2 separate regions of the Mustela erminea genome follow, and region 2 is linked to region 1. The links are chromatin contacts, called in public Hi-C maps. All regions are on one chromosome and are shown on one strand. Each heading gives the region's core, a stretch centred on a gene start, on an enhancer-like site or on the middle of the called end of the contact. The rest is flanking DNA. Distances are from core to core; before and after follow the strand shown. Region 1 holds the start of MAML2 (mastermind-like protein 2). Region 2 overlaps MAML2 (mastermind-like protein 2).

Region 1 (6,404 bases), core at 641-3,140:
TAATTGCAGCTTTGCAATATTGAGGCAGCAAGCCCAGTGGTTAAGAGAGCACAGGTTTGCCATCGGTGTTGAGGTAGAGCCCTGAGCTGTTATTTCCTAGTCACATGAACTGGAACGAGGAGTTTAATTTCTGGGAGCCTCAGTTTCCTCACTTCTAAGTGAGGTTAATAATACTTACATGGATTAAGGGAGATCTATGTGAAGTGCTGTGCCTGAAACAGTGATTAAATAAACAGTAGCTGATGTGAATGGAAATGAGGATGTGCATAATGATTTCAGCTTGAATTTAATGGGCTGTAAAGGAAAAATGTATATAAAAGACACTCTAAAAAAAAGTGACATACACGGCTGAATATAGTGTAAAAATCTATTAAACTGCTTGACATGTTTTTAAGGTATGTCCCTGTCTAGCATGGAAATCAAAATTTGTATCAGAAAGGAACAACGGTTTTGACTAAGGATTCTGAGTTACTAATGAAAATCAATGCTATGGCATCACTGTCCAGTAAACAGTGTTTTAAATTTAAATGTTGCATTTTCTCTTTTATCAAGTATGATTGCTGAATATAAAGTACCCATATAATGGAAGATAATGTCTAATGAGTACAACTTTTTAAAAAAAATCAAATGTAAAATGATCAAAACTCCTTCAATTTTTAATGACACCTCATGAGAGACTTCCCCATAAAATCTGCATACCTAACAAAAACAAATTCCTGCCTTTCCCCCATGTAACTAGTGAGGAACTTAGCCTTGGAAAGGACAGAAGTTCCAATGAAAAGTAAAAAAAAAAAAAAAAAAAAAAAAAAAGAATAAGTTACATTCGATCAGAGTATACTTGTCGCCAACTCCAAACAAATATTCCCGAACTTGTGAAAATAAAATGGACTAAAGCAGACCAGCCTACCTATTGGGAACTAAATTGTAAATAAATCCAGTCTTAACCATGTTTCCATTGACTTTACCCATTCATTTCTTTCCATAGGTCAATTTGGAGAAGGGCCGTGTCACTGAGGTGGGAGTATTCGTTTAAATTAATGAAGTCCCATTGCTCGAGACCTCAAATCCAAGTGACTTCGGAGTTAGGACACACAGCATGGTTATGGTCCTGACGATCCCAATTTTGTGCTCACCTAAACTTCTTGAAACTCCACGGCTACATACTGAGTTTTCTCCATGCACATGTAAACCAGATAGCCGTGGATCTTGCAGTGACTTGTCATAAGTCACCTCGTATTTTCAAAGAAAAACCTTCATTTTCTTTTCTAGAACTGGGACCGGTGATTTCATCGTCATAAAATCTCTTATTTACCCCTGCTGAATTGCTTGTAATCACCGAAGCTGACTTACCCAAAGACGCACAGAACAGGCAGGCAGGTAGACAAGACACTGGCCTCCCCTTTCCGGGTGGGCTAGCGATGTGATTTCCACTGCACCCCGCCGCCCCCCGCCCCCAACACGCACATCCTCGCCCGCCTTCCTTATTATACTTAATGAGCATTTCCTCCCTGCTCACCCAGCTCTCGCTGGGGTGCTCAGTGGTGTCCTTTACAACCTATTGAAAAATGAAAATGATACCCTCAGGGGGGCGTCAGGTAGGTCTGAAAGGGAAAATACATTCCCTGGCCGGGAATTTCTTCAACATTTAGAGCTGGTGAAGTACATGGGTAGGGGTTGGGGAATTTCCCCAGCCTTCCCCACTCGGCCAAGTCAGGCTCCGGGAGCCCCGGCGAGACGCGCCGCGCGCAGGCTGTGGGATTTACGTCTTCGGCCACTGGGAGGCCCTCTGCGTTCCCCTTTCTCGGGCGCCCGGCTGCAATTACTCACTCGTGCAGTGACACCAGCCTTCCACCAGGGAGCCGCCGCTCTGCTCTCCCGCCCGCCCCCTCCCCCCGCCCCCATCTGCAGCTTGCTGGCTCTCTCTTTCTCCCTCTCTGTCTCACTCTCTCTCTCTTTCTCTCCCTCTCCTATCGGAGCACAATGAAAGCCTGTGTATCGCCGTGACTCCGGGCAGTGGAGCCAGTGTCAGCAAAGCGGCTAACAACAGACGGGAAAGAGAAAGGAAAATACAAGCTACTTTTTTTTTTTTTTCTTTCCATCTATAAAGCGGAGCAATACAGGAGATAGAACCACATTGCTTATTGCGAGTCCAGACCCTCAGATCCACTGGCCGGGGATGGAATGTACAAAAGTGGACAGAAAAGTGGCTGGACATGACTCGGTGCAATTTGCTGGAAGTTTGTAAGTTTGACCATCGTTTGTAAATTACTCTCGGAAGAGTTTGTCTCTCTTGATACTGTGTTAGAATAGAGCCGCCGGGGGTGAGGAAGCGTAAGCGGGAAAGAAAAAAAAAATGTGTTGAAGGATCTCTCTCAGTGGCTAGCGACTTCAGACTGCTTTCATTTAAGGCTAGGAAACCTTAGAGGGAATGAGGATTTTTACCGGTGATTGGATTAGCTGAAGAAAAGAGCATGGTCCAAAAGTCCAGTTACTGACATTGTTAACAATTGAAAAGCTATCTCCCTCTTTTGGGAGAAGACAACATCCTACAGTACCCCAAAGAGGAGAAAACACCGGAGCCAAGGGAAAGGGAGGAAAAATTAAAAGCCAACAGACAGCCTCTCTTGATTTTTGTTCATTCTGAACATTGCCTTTGAAAATTTCCTGAAACAGCACTTTTTTTCCTAACCCGGAGAAAAGTAAAGGCTGCAGGTTACATAGACGTGGTAGAGATGTGTTTCTCTGCAGAAACATCCCCATAAAAAATTTTTCTGAAACAACTAGGTGAGGGGGAGTCCAATCTCTATTAATACTCCTCTCAATTCCCTTTGCTGTCTGTTTCTGTCTCTGGCTTGACAATCCCTGAATTCCTGCTCTAACCCCCAGATCGTGTGTTTACAAAGTACCTAGGGGCTCTTGTCAGCCTGGTGGGGGGGAAAAAAAAAACCCACCAACTCTGTCCAAGTTCTCAAGAGCTGTCAAATGCAATTAGAGTAAGTTGATAAGGGTTTGTTTCCAACTAATCCTCTGCGACTGGTTCTGCTCTGTCTCCTCACCCTCTTTTTACTAACTCCCCTCCCCCACACCTTCTCCACGGCTCCCCCCAACCTCTGAAGACCTCTATTCATGTGGCCCTGAACACTGAGCTCACATTGTCAAAAACAGACTTGCCTGCAATAGCCAGCAGTAGCCTCCTTCCACCTCACCATCCCAGAGGCAGCATTGTGTCCAGTAAGATGGGGGACACAGCGCCCCCACAGGCCCCCACAGGAGGGCTAGGGGGGGCCCCTGGGGCGGGGCTCCTTGGAGGGGGCTCAGTCACCCCGAGAGTGCACAGTGCTATCGTGGAGCGCCTCCGGGCTCGGATCGCCGTCTGCCGCCAGCACCACCTGAGCTGTGAAGGACGCTATGAGCGTGGTCGGGCTGAGAGCTCAGACCGGGAAAGAGAGAGCACCTTGCAGCTCCTGAGCCTGGTACAGCATGGCCAGGGGGCAAGGAAGGCTGGCAAGCACGCCAAGGCCACTGCCACTGCGGCCACCACGGCAGCCCCTCCACCGCCCCCTGCTGCCCCTCCTGCAGCCTCTCAAGCAGCAGCGACAGCAGCCCCACCGCCCCCACCAGACTATCACCATCACCACCAGCAGCACCTGCTCAACAGTAGCAATAATGGTGGCGGTGGTGGGATCGACGGTGAGCAGCAGTCACAAGCTTCAACCCCTGGGGACCAGAGGAACTCAGCCCTGATTGCGGTAAGGCACCTGGTTTTCTCATGATTCTCGCTGTGGTCCGCTGGCCTTTTGTGAGGGTAGAGCTTGCCTTGGCCTGAGGGGGAGCGGACAGCAAGGAAAAGGGCCAAGGTGCTACCTGGCTACCTCCCAGGCCATCGGGTAGGCAGTCTGTGCAGCTTTACACTCTTACTCATCAAGTTCTCTGGTGCTCATTCATGGCTATTCCTACACTAGTAGGCTGTCTCTTAGGAAGTAGAAAGCCCGAGCTTCCCAGAGGCCCTCTGGAGTCAAGAGTGGCTACAGGCTTGCAAGATCTGAATGAGCCGCTGAGGAAGGCCCTGTCCTCACAGATCTTCTCTTCTGGCTAGCCAGCTCTGATTAGGCCCAACAAGCCGTGCTTCAGCCTGAGTTCCTCTGTCAGTCCAGCTGACCTTCCTCAAAGCCTTTTCCTGCATTTCCCATTTCCCCTTTGAAGTGGCCCCTTCTTGGGTTAAGAGACCATAAGTGGCGATCTCTAACAGAGAAGTTCCATGAGTGTCCCCTCAGTCGAAAGAGAAATGTGGGGGAAACATCCCTAAGATGGGTGAGGGAATGTTTCTGAGAGGCTTACTCCCTGATTTCCCAGGGATGGCCCCACTGCCCCCTCCCACTGAGCTTCTTTTCCCGGGCACCACAGGCAGGTCATGCCAGCTGACAGCTTTCAGGACAGTGGGCAGGCACGGAAGGGGCCGTTTACGCACTATCATCCTAGGAAGTACCTTGTCTTCAGCCACTCCTGGTGACAGGACATCAAACCTGAAAGTTCTGACTGAAGTTTCTGGCTGGCATTTCTTCCTCAGAGGCACAGACACACCCCATCCCAGAGGGAGTATCCCTTGAATCATTGGTTCTCGGTGCCAGTCCTGGTCAGGTGACCGCCTGCCGTGCACCGGCTTCCCCTGGATTTGCCAGGCCAGTGGCCTCTGGGTAGAAGGTGGAACCCTGCCCCGCAGCCCTGCAGGCCACCTCCATTTCTGAGGTCTGTGGGGCCCTTGATCTTCTGTCTGCTCGCAGCACCGCTCCGGCTTGCCTAAGCCAGCCCTAATGAAAGTCAGCAACAGGAAATAGCCATGTGAGACTAAAAGTACTGCAAAAGCCCGAAGGAGAGGAGGACAGTGCGTCCAACTCCTTTTCCAAAGGAGCTTGAAAAGGAGCTCTGGAGAGTGGACCCCCTCTCCCCGCCCCAGCCAGGCCTATAGGATGCTTCTTTGTGGCTCCCCCTTATATCTAGCCAGGGCGTGTAGTGAAGTTTCTAGAAGTTCTGGGAAAGCTAGGTTAGTGGTCATCTGCCCCACCACACACACATTTTGCTTGGGTTGCCTAGAACTGCAACTTCCTGGCATGAGCTCCAGAGGAAAAATAACTGGTAACAGTTGAACTACCCAGTGTTTGCTGTCTCATCCTTGAATGCAGTTGACCTGTGGGGTCCTATTAGAGCTTCAAGGACTAGTTTCCCTTCCCTACTACCTGTTCCATCCCACCACTCCTTGGAATTCCCTAGGAGAGCAGTGGGAGTTTTTTTTTTTGTGAAAGGGAGCTGCTGAGGTGAATGGCAGAGGGGGTGGGGGGTGGGGAAATCACTCAAAGGGAGAGAAGAATGAGGTTTGTATGTATGTGTGTGTGTCACTGGCATCTGCAGCCAGAAGCATCTAAATGCCTTGATTGTCCCTAGTAAATTTATAATCTGTCTGCAAGTCTCCCAATAATACCGCTTTGTGCACTTCGCAGTCTCCTGGTAAGTGTTTCTGGGGATGACACAGGGGACGAGGCGCTCAGCCTTTTTCAGTGGAGAAGACCGATATCTGTCTGGGGTGCCAAAACTGGAGGTGGCCCTCGTATCTCGGCCAGGAAGGTGGCATGTCTGCTTATGGCCATTTTTGATTTTTTTCTTTTCTCCACGGTAGAAGTAGAATGAGGCTGGCTCTTTTGTGGCGGGGGGGGGGGGGGGGTACTTTGGGATGCAGAATGAAACCAGTCAACCTCAATGGTTATTGTAACTTTACGATAGCACTCTCCATGCTGGTAGGAAGTGAGAGGAGGGGGTCCTGCCTTTCCGGACTGAAGGCTTACTGCTGCAGAAGCCAGAGGTGGCTGTTGTACCACTCCTGTTCTGAGAGAGAATCTGATTCTTTCCTTCTAACCACCAGCGACATCCTGAAACATGGAGACCCCTCTCCGAGCTCGGTGATGATGAGAGGTGCCCTGTGAGTTAGGACTAAAAAGAACAGTTTCTTTCTGATGGTTGCTTTTCATTGAAAACGTGTGGTTTTGCAAAGGTTGATCCACCACCCCCTTTTTGGTTATTGGAAATTCCCTTCTCCATTTTAGCTTCTAAATTTGGAGCTTTGTTACTCAGCATGGTACTCAGAGATGGTGATGCAAGTACTGTATGAACCCGATAACATTGTGTTTGAAGGGAGGCCTGGGCACTGGGAACTGATTCATCCCCGCACATTAGATCGGCAGGTCCCACCTCACATGGGCTCCTCTTATTTTCAGAGACACTATTAATTTGAAGGGGGATTTTGCGCGGAATGAGTGGCAGAGTTCTTTCTTAATTTTACCTCTGTGTGCATGACCAGATTTACTTATGTCTGGGTGTATTGAAGAGTTAATCCATATGCCATAAGTGGCCAT
Region 2 (6,693 bases), core at 323-2,822, 96 kb after region 1:
GTTCCCTGAATGTATTTTTGAAAATTCTTTGGAAAATTTAAGGAAAAAATTGGTCTTTTGAGAAATACCTTGAATGTTATATTTTGTATGTCAAAGGAGTATTGAATTTTTTGTTGATAGCAGCTTCATTGACTTTTTGATTTATTTCTTTCTGTACTATTCATTGTTTTTTTATTCAGTATGTGAGTGTTATTATCTGATGCCTGACATTTGAAGATATTGCCTATTCCTTACCTTTCAACTGGATAAAATAGATGCATATATTAAAAGAATTTTGAGGGGTGTGTACAACTTACCACATTTGTTTGTGTCTTCCAAATGATGGGCTTTTTCTATGGATGGATGGATGGATGATGGATGGATACATGGGTGAATAGTGTGTGTATGTTTTGAGGGTCCAGGTATTGGGTGCAGGTTACAGCTTTTGCTACCTAACTGTCTGGCCTTTAGCAGATTAATGATCTAAACCCGTTTCTTCAAATGTACATAATCATAGCTCCCCATAAGGTTTGGGGGTTAAATAAAATAATGCATGTAAATAACTTGCATCACAATTGGTACATAGTGCTCAGAAATGTTACCTGTTATTACTATTATTAACGTAACAATAAATAGCTTTAATATAGCACCACCTTTTTAAAATTTAAGGGTGAATAATTACAACCTGGAGAAATTATGAATGTATTGATTGTAGTACATTTGGGACTACTAGTAATGTTATAATCGTTACAGCTCAAGCTCTTCTGTCTATAAGAAAGCGAAAAGTGTAGTAACCGGAAGCTTCCTTATCTACTTACAGAATTACAGGCACAGCTTAGATAAGAAAACATTCTTAGGCTTCACCGTGATATAACAGCCGGTTTTATTATGTACCATGTCCTAGTAAAACATCACCACTTTGACCAGTTTTAAACGTTTATAAACTCTATGTGAGCATTCTTAAAGCACGTCTTTCCCATGATTCTGAGGCTTTTCAAAGGGGTGATCCTATTTTAAAAGATCTGAAATAGGTTTGACATCATCAGGCAGCACAGCCCCAAATTTTACTGTTTTTGTTTTGTTTTGCATTTGCTCCAGATTTCTGTAGAGAAAGAAACAGCACGATTTGTAGGCAATGGGAGTAGCCCCTGAAGTCAGCCCCAGGTCCGTTTCCCAAAGAGGAGTCCGTAGGGCAACGCAGAGGCAGGATGGGTGGACTCCCAGCGGGCCTGCTGCTGTGCGCAGAGAAGGCAGGCACTTTCAGCTCTTCCCAGGGCGGTCACCTGTGGGCCATGCTTTGGGGGGGGGGGGGTCTGAGGATGAGGTTGGGGAAGGGGATGGGGATGGGAGGTTGGGATGGGGCGGGGGGGGGGGCGGGTGGCGAGGAGGGAGCGGGCGGGGATTGGAAGAGGACTCCGGCGAGGCCGGCGCCGCGCTCGGTTCAGCGCCGCGGAGGCGCACGGATTGTTTGCCTCTGGAGCGGCGCCTCCTGCTTGGCCCCCCCACCTCCCCACCCCCGATTTCTGTGGGTGCGGAGCCGGCCTTTTAGGGCAGGAAGCGCCTGCCATGTACGGCGCGCGAGCCCTTCCCGACAGCCCGGCCCCCTCCCCGCCGCCGCCGCCGCCGCGGGGCCTCCTGCTCATTGGCCTGCGGGCCTCCCGGGCTTCTCTCCGGGCGAATGGCTGAGTTTTTAAAAAGGTCTTCTTTTGTCAGCTTGAGATTTTCCAGAATTTAAAAGCGGAAAGGAAGAAAGGAGTACAAGGAAGCTATTAAAGATACATTAAATAAACTCTACTGGGAGCAAGTGTGTGTTTAAGAGAGAATCTGTAACTTTTGCAAGGGAAGTTTGGGTGATGGCTTATTATTTCAACAAAGAGGGCGTGTGTGTGTGTGTGTGTGTGTGTGTGTGTGTGTGTATTTCAACAAAGAGGGTGTGTGTGTGTGTGTGTGTGTGTGTGTGTGTGTGTGTTTTCCCTGAACTGGAGAAGCAGATGTTTAAAGGAGAAGGGGCAGGAAGCAGCTCTGACAAATGAAAGGATTTTTGATTGAATTCGTGAGCTAAAGTTTCCTGCCAGTAATTCATTCAACCCTAGGCAACATAAAAGAAAAACCCACATAATTGAATTTTAATCGTCTAACTTTTTAGCAGACAACCAGAACAAGTAAGTGTAGCTGTCACAGGTAAAACGGAAATCATGCTGTAAGGTGGTTTTAGATTATTATGTATCGGTAGTTAAAAAAAATTATGATACCCTTGCTTCATACTGTTCCTCCTTTATGGGTGCGGGGGTACCAGGGGCTATTCCTTATTGTCTGTGTAAGTTAAAATCCTTCGTGCGGATTTTTTCTTCCTTTAAGCTGTTTTGTGAGCAGGTGCAGATGGCTTTCATGAACTGAGCCAACTGGAATGTTCCGTTGCCGCCTGCAGAAACCGAAGTTTTAAAAAATGAACAACTGCGTTTTGCGCTGTATCTATAATTCAGCTGGAAAACTGTTTTCCCTGTTTTATGATGAAATCTGCCACCTCTGTTTCTTCCTTTTAATGCATTCGGTTTGTTTACAGCCTTAAGGAGGTCTTGTCGCTAAAATCCACCCTCCAGTGTTTTGCAGTCTGATGATTTCACAACAAGGGCCATTGCAAAATAAGGGTAAACGGGCACTTTTTTCAGTCCCTGGAGATTTTCAAGAACTTTTTTTCCTCCTTTTTTTTTTTTTTTCCCTTTAGAGTGTACTCAAGTAAACAGTATCAGGAAGACTCAAAACATGAGACTATTGTACCTTCTCATACACAGAATATAGAATAAGTTGCTTTTAATAAGTTTTAATAAGTTGGTTAACTCTTTATCATTTGAAACCAAGCAACAGAAAGTGGGGAATCAAGACACCCTAAAACTTTTTGGTTCGGTGCTTGGTGTTCATGAGTCTTCCTCTAAAACAAAGTCGAGTGAATTAACTCCTTTGCTATGCAGAGGCTCTAGGAGCCGTGATGGTGATGGGCTTGGACTCTCCGCTCCAGTCACACTCACGTGGACACTAAGGCAAGGCCCTAAACAGAGGAGCCATAGCCAAGGGCCAAGAATCGCACTTGCTGTGCTGCACCTTGAACGGAACAAAACCCAAATATTAGTGCTGTCACTGAACCGAACCTGTCCCCAGTTAGACCTAATGAACTGGTTCAAATCAGAATGATACTTACATATATTCGGAAATGATTGAACAAAGCAAAACTGGAACTTCAGAAAGTTCTGGGCCCAGCCTGAAGCAAACTAAGCGCCCACTGACTGGATGTGTGCACTGGCAGTGTTTATGGGATCCCAGCAGGAAACAAAGGATTTGGATTCTGCTCTTGTGTTGACCTTTACAACAAGGACTGTCCAGGGACACTGACCCAGGCAGTGTTAAGAGGCAACACTTGTTATGTTGTCAGATGGAGATACGGACCTCAGCACAATGGACAGTTTGGACAAGATCATTCCTTTTTGTGTGGGGCTTCCCTGTGCCTTGTAGGATGTTTAGCCACATCTCTGCTACCCGCTAAGTGCCAGTAGGCTACGCCCCTCCAGTTATAATGGTCAAAAATGTCCACGGACATTGCCAAATATCTCCTGGGTAGGAGGCAAAAATCATCCCAGGTTTGAGAACTCTTGCAATAGGAGAATAGTCATCAGCCTCCTGCATTGTTTCAGAAAGGTTTTCCGGTAGATATTGGGAAGAAAAGCTACACACTTAAGTCCCAGAAGGATCACCTGGCATAAAGTAAAAGCTAATCCCTTAGGTAAGTCCTCATCTCAGAGTTGGTTTCTCTACTAAAGCAAGAAACCCTTTATGTTGGAAAGACCAGATATGGTATTATTATGAGGCAGACCTGGTGAAAATACTGTGATGAAGACATCTGTAAGCACACACTATTATAAAAACTTTACCTCATAATGACTTACAGTGCTGGTGATAACATCTTCTGGCCACACTTCAGTGTTTACCCTCATGTTCTGCAACAGTTGCAGAAATTTTCAACGTATTAATTCTAGTAGTGTCTCTAGTTCACAGCGTACAGAGATGCTGTTTGATCCGGGGTGCCTATGTACCCTACAGTGAATATATTAGAGTGCTATTTCAGGAGAATTGGACGTCTTAATTATAACTTTTTTTAGGTTTGTGTGAATATAGTGTATGCTTTAGAAATGAAATTTATAGTTATTCTGTGCTTCAATGAGACTTTTCATTTGTATGTAATATAACAGTACCTTTCCCTTGGCGGTTTTCATTTGGTAGGAAGACTCATTTGTACATCAGAGCATTATTTGGAACAGTGGGTTTTGCCAAGATTATAATGTGGTAATTACATTTAAAATTGAGCTGTGCCAAAGCATTGCAAAAATAATAATAAGTCCACTAAATATATAACATTGACACAGACAGTTCATCAGCTTTTGTTAATACTGTGAAAAACAAACCAAATTTTCTATTTTTTGTCTGTGAAGAAAACCTGGGGAAAGAATAATCACAGTATAAAATTGAACAGCTAATCGAGTTTTCCAAATGGTTTATTTTAATGGTGATTTAGCATTCTAAGGCACAGACCCTTAGCTTTTGTTTAGCTTTTGTCTTTAATGTAGATTATAAATCAAAGCACTGCATAATGACAAAGAATAAAGTTATTGGCTAATATTTCCTCATAGACTGTAAATAATAATGATGCCTATGAAGCCTATAATAACAAGAAACACTCCCTTCATCTCAATTGATCTCCACAACCATCCTGTTCAGAATCAATAGTTTTCCTTGTTTACCAATGAAAAAAAAAAAAAAAAAAAGAAAAGAAAGTACAGCTCAGAAGTGGTATGAAGACCTGGGCAGGTGAACATGGCTGTGGTAGTGGACAAGGGGGAGGGTTCAAGAAATGAGGAATGCTAATATTTGGGAACTTACTGGTATAACCTACACCACTAACCACCATTCTGCTCTAGGACATACGTGCCCTTATTCTATCTTCTTATGATATAACCCAGATTCCCAGTGGAGATTCCCAAGTTGACAGCTTGTAAATAGTAGCCCTACTTGTAATAGTAGGATTTGTAACTGGAGTGTGTGACTTTGTTTTTTTCTTGATTGCCTTGTAGTTCAACTTCAAAATGATAGAAGAAACTGAAGGATTGTTAGTTCACACTTAATAACATACATAGGAACTCATAACCATGGGACAGTGTAATCACTTAGGTATAGCCTCAGTGTTTAGGAAAAACAAAACTCAAAAGCTCTTGATTCCATCCCAGGAATCTGTCCTTACTCTGAATTTGGCCAAAACATCTGAAGTCGTGGTATCACTCTGCCCTGGGCTTCCTGAGGAGCGACGTTAGAGCAATGAGAATCCTGACGAGGAGGTCCCTCAATAGGAGTCAGTAGCTGTTCCCACCAGTCTTTTCTTGCACCATCACCCAGAGGGAGGGAGGAAATTCACCTACAGAGGCTGCAGTCTAGAGCCTTCTCTGCCTCCTTCATGCATTTAATCATCCAAACCTAACAGTATCTGCCAGCCATTTGGGAAATAACACAACACTTACTTTATAGCATTCAAAACTATTGGACCATCCCCTATCAGTGTGTTCAAGTGTGGCAGCTCGAGTATGTAATAAACCAGTCCTGACATTCTTAAAAATGTTAGCATCACCTCTTCTTTTGTGGGAATTGTAGTTGTGTCAAGTTTGTGTCTCTTAGGTCGAAATCTGGTGTCACATGCTGTTTCTGGCTTGGACTGGCTAAAATACTTCTTCATTCTGTTTTCAGCATAGACTCCTGAAGTCCAGCATTGCTACTCACTCTTGTGGGTAGTGACCCTTCAATAAATCCCTAGTTAAATTCCTTTCTGCTTAGTTCTCTTTCTCCAAGAAGATTCCATCAACTATATTCCATCAATGCCTCAATAACGTTCCACCCCACTTTGTGAGCAGGTTTTTGTTGTTGTTGTTGTTTTGTTTTTGTTTTTAATCTGACTGGCTCTGTTTATACTAGACACTTGAATAAGTTCACATTTCTTGACTTTGCTCTTCCAGTAATTTCTGGCTCATTAAAATGTTAACAGACAAATGCTGAATATAGACTCTAGAAACCAGACTCATAATAATGGAGAGTGGGTTGGTGGTTGCCACGGGCTGGGGAGGGGAAGGAAATGAGTGTTGGTGATCAAAAGGTACAGACTTATAAGGTGAATACGTTCTGGCGATATCATTGTGGAGCATGTTAACTACAATGAACCCCCTGTAGTGTGTACTTGTAGGTTGCTAAGAGAGTAAGCCCTAAATGCTCTCACCGCGTGCACACACAAAATGGTAACTACGTGAGGTGGTAGATGTGTTAAGTCACCTTATTGTGGTAATCATTTTGCAGTGTCTACGTATATCAAATCATCATGTTGCGTGCCTTAAGCGTACACGATGTTGAGTTCCAGTTCTATCTCAGGAAAGCTGGGAAAGCACATCAGCTAGCCTACCTCCATATATCTTATCTAAAAAGGAAGATTTGTCTGCAGCAACAGGAATAACTCCCATGAAATCTAACTTGGGAAAAAGAGTCCCTGATCTCCAGGCTAGACCTAAACTTCTCTGTGGGGGAGCTTGGAACAGTGACAACCACAGCAGTCCTAAAAATGCCGCTATCGAGACAGCAAGGCTTGGACTCACAACGGAGATTTCATTCAAAATTGGGTTTTCTCTTTCT

What was found. A called contact is a pair of places that touch in the nucleus more often than the background predicts.
Region 2: a contact with region 1 is called in a Hi-C map of fibroblasts, with 3 times the contacts expected there. The contact joins the enhancer-like site here to the promoter of MAML2 in region 1. A contact is called at or near these places in 2 of 3 Hi-C or Micro-C datasets (fibroblasts and spleen).

What each region holds. Positions count from the first base shown.
Region 1 is chr9:35,752,563-35,758,966 of mMusErm1.Pri, forward strand. It overlaps MAML2 (mastermind-like protein 2), which reads left to right and starts at 1,891. Exons shown (of 5, transcript XM_032360171.1): 1 at 1,891-3,749. The coding sequence starts at 3,237.
Region 2 is chr9:35,848,464-35,855,156 of mMusErm1.Pri, forward strand. The region is part of intron 1 of MAML2 (mastermind-like protein 2); the gene reads left to right. Among named protein-coding and RNA genes, the nearest start is that of MAML2, 97 kb to the left of the region's middle. Within about 2 kb of position 1,573, the one cell type or tissue checked has open chromatin away from gene starts, as enhancers often do. A contact at or near this core is called in fibroblasts, where this site is marked.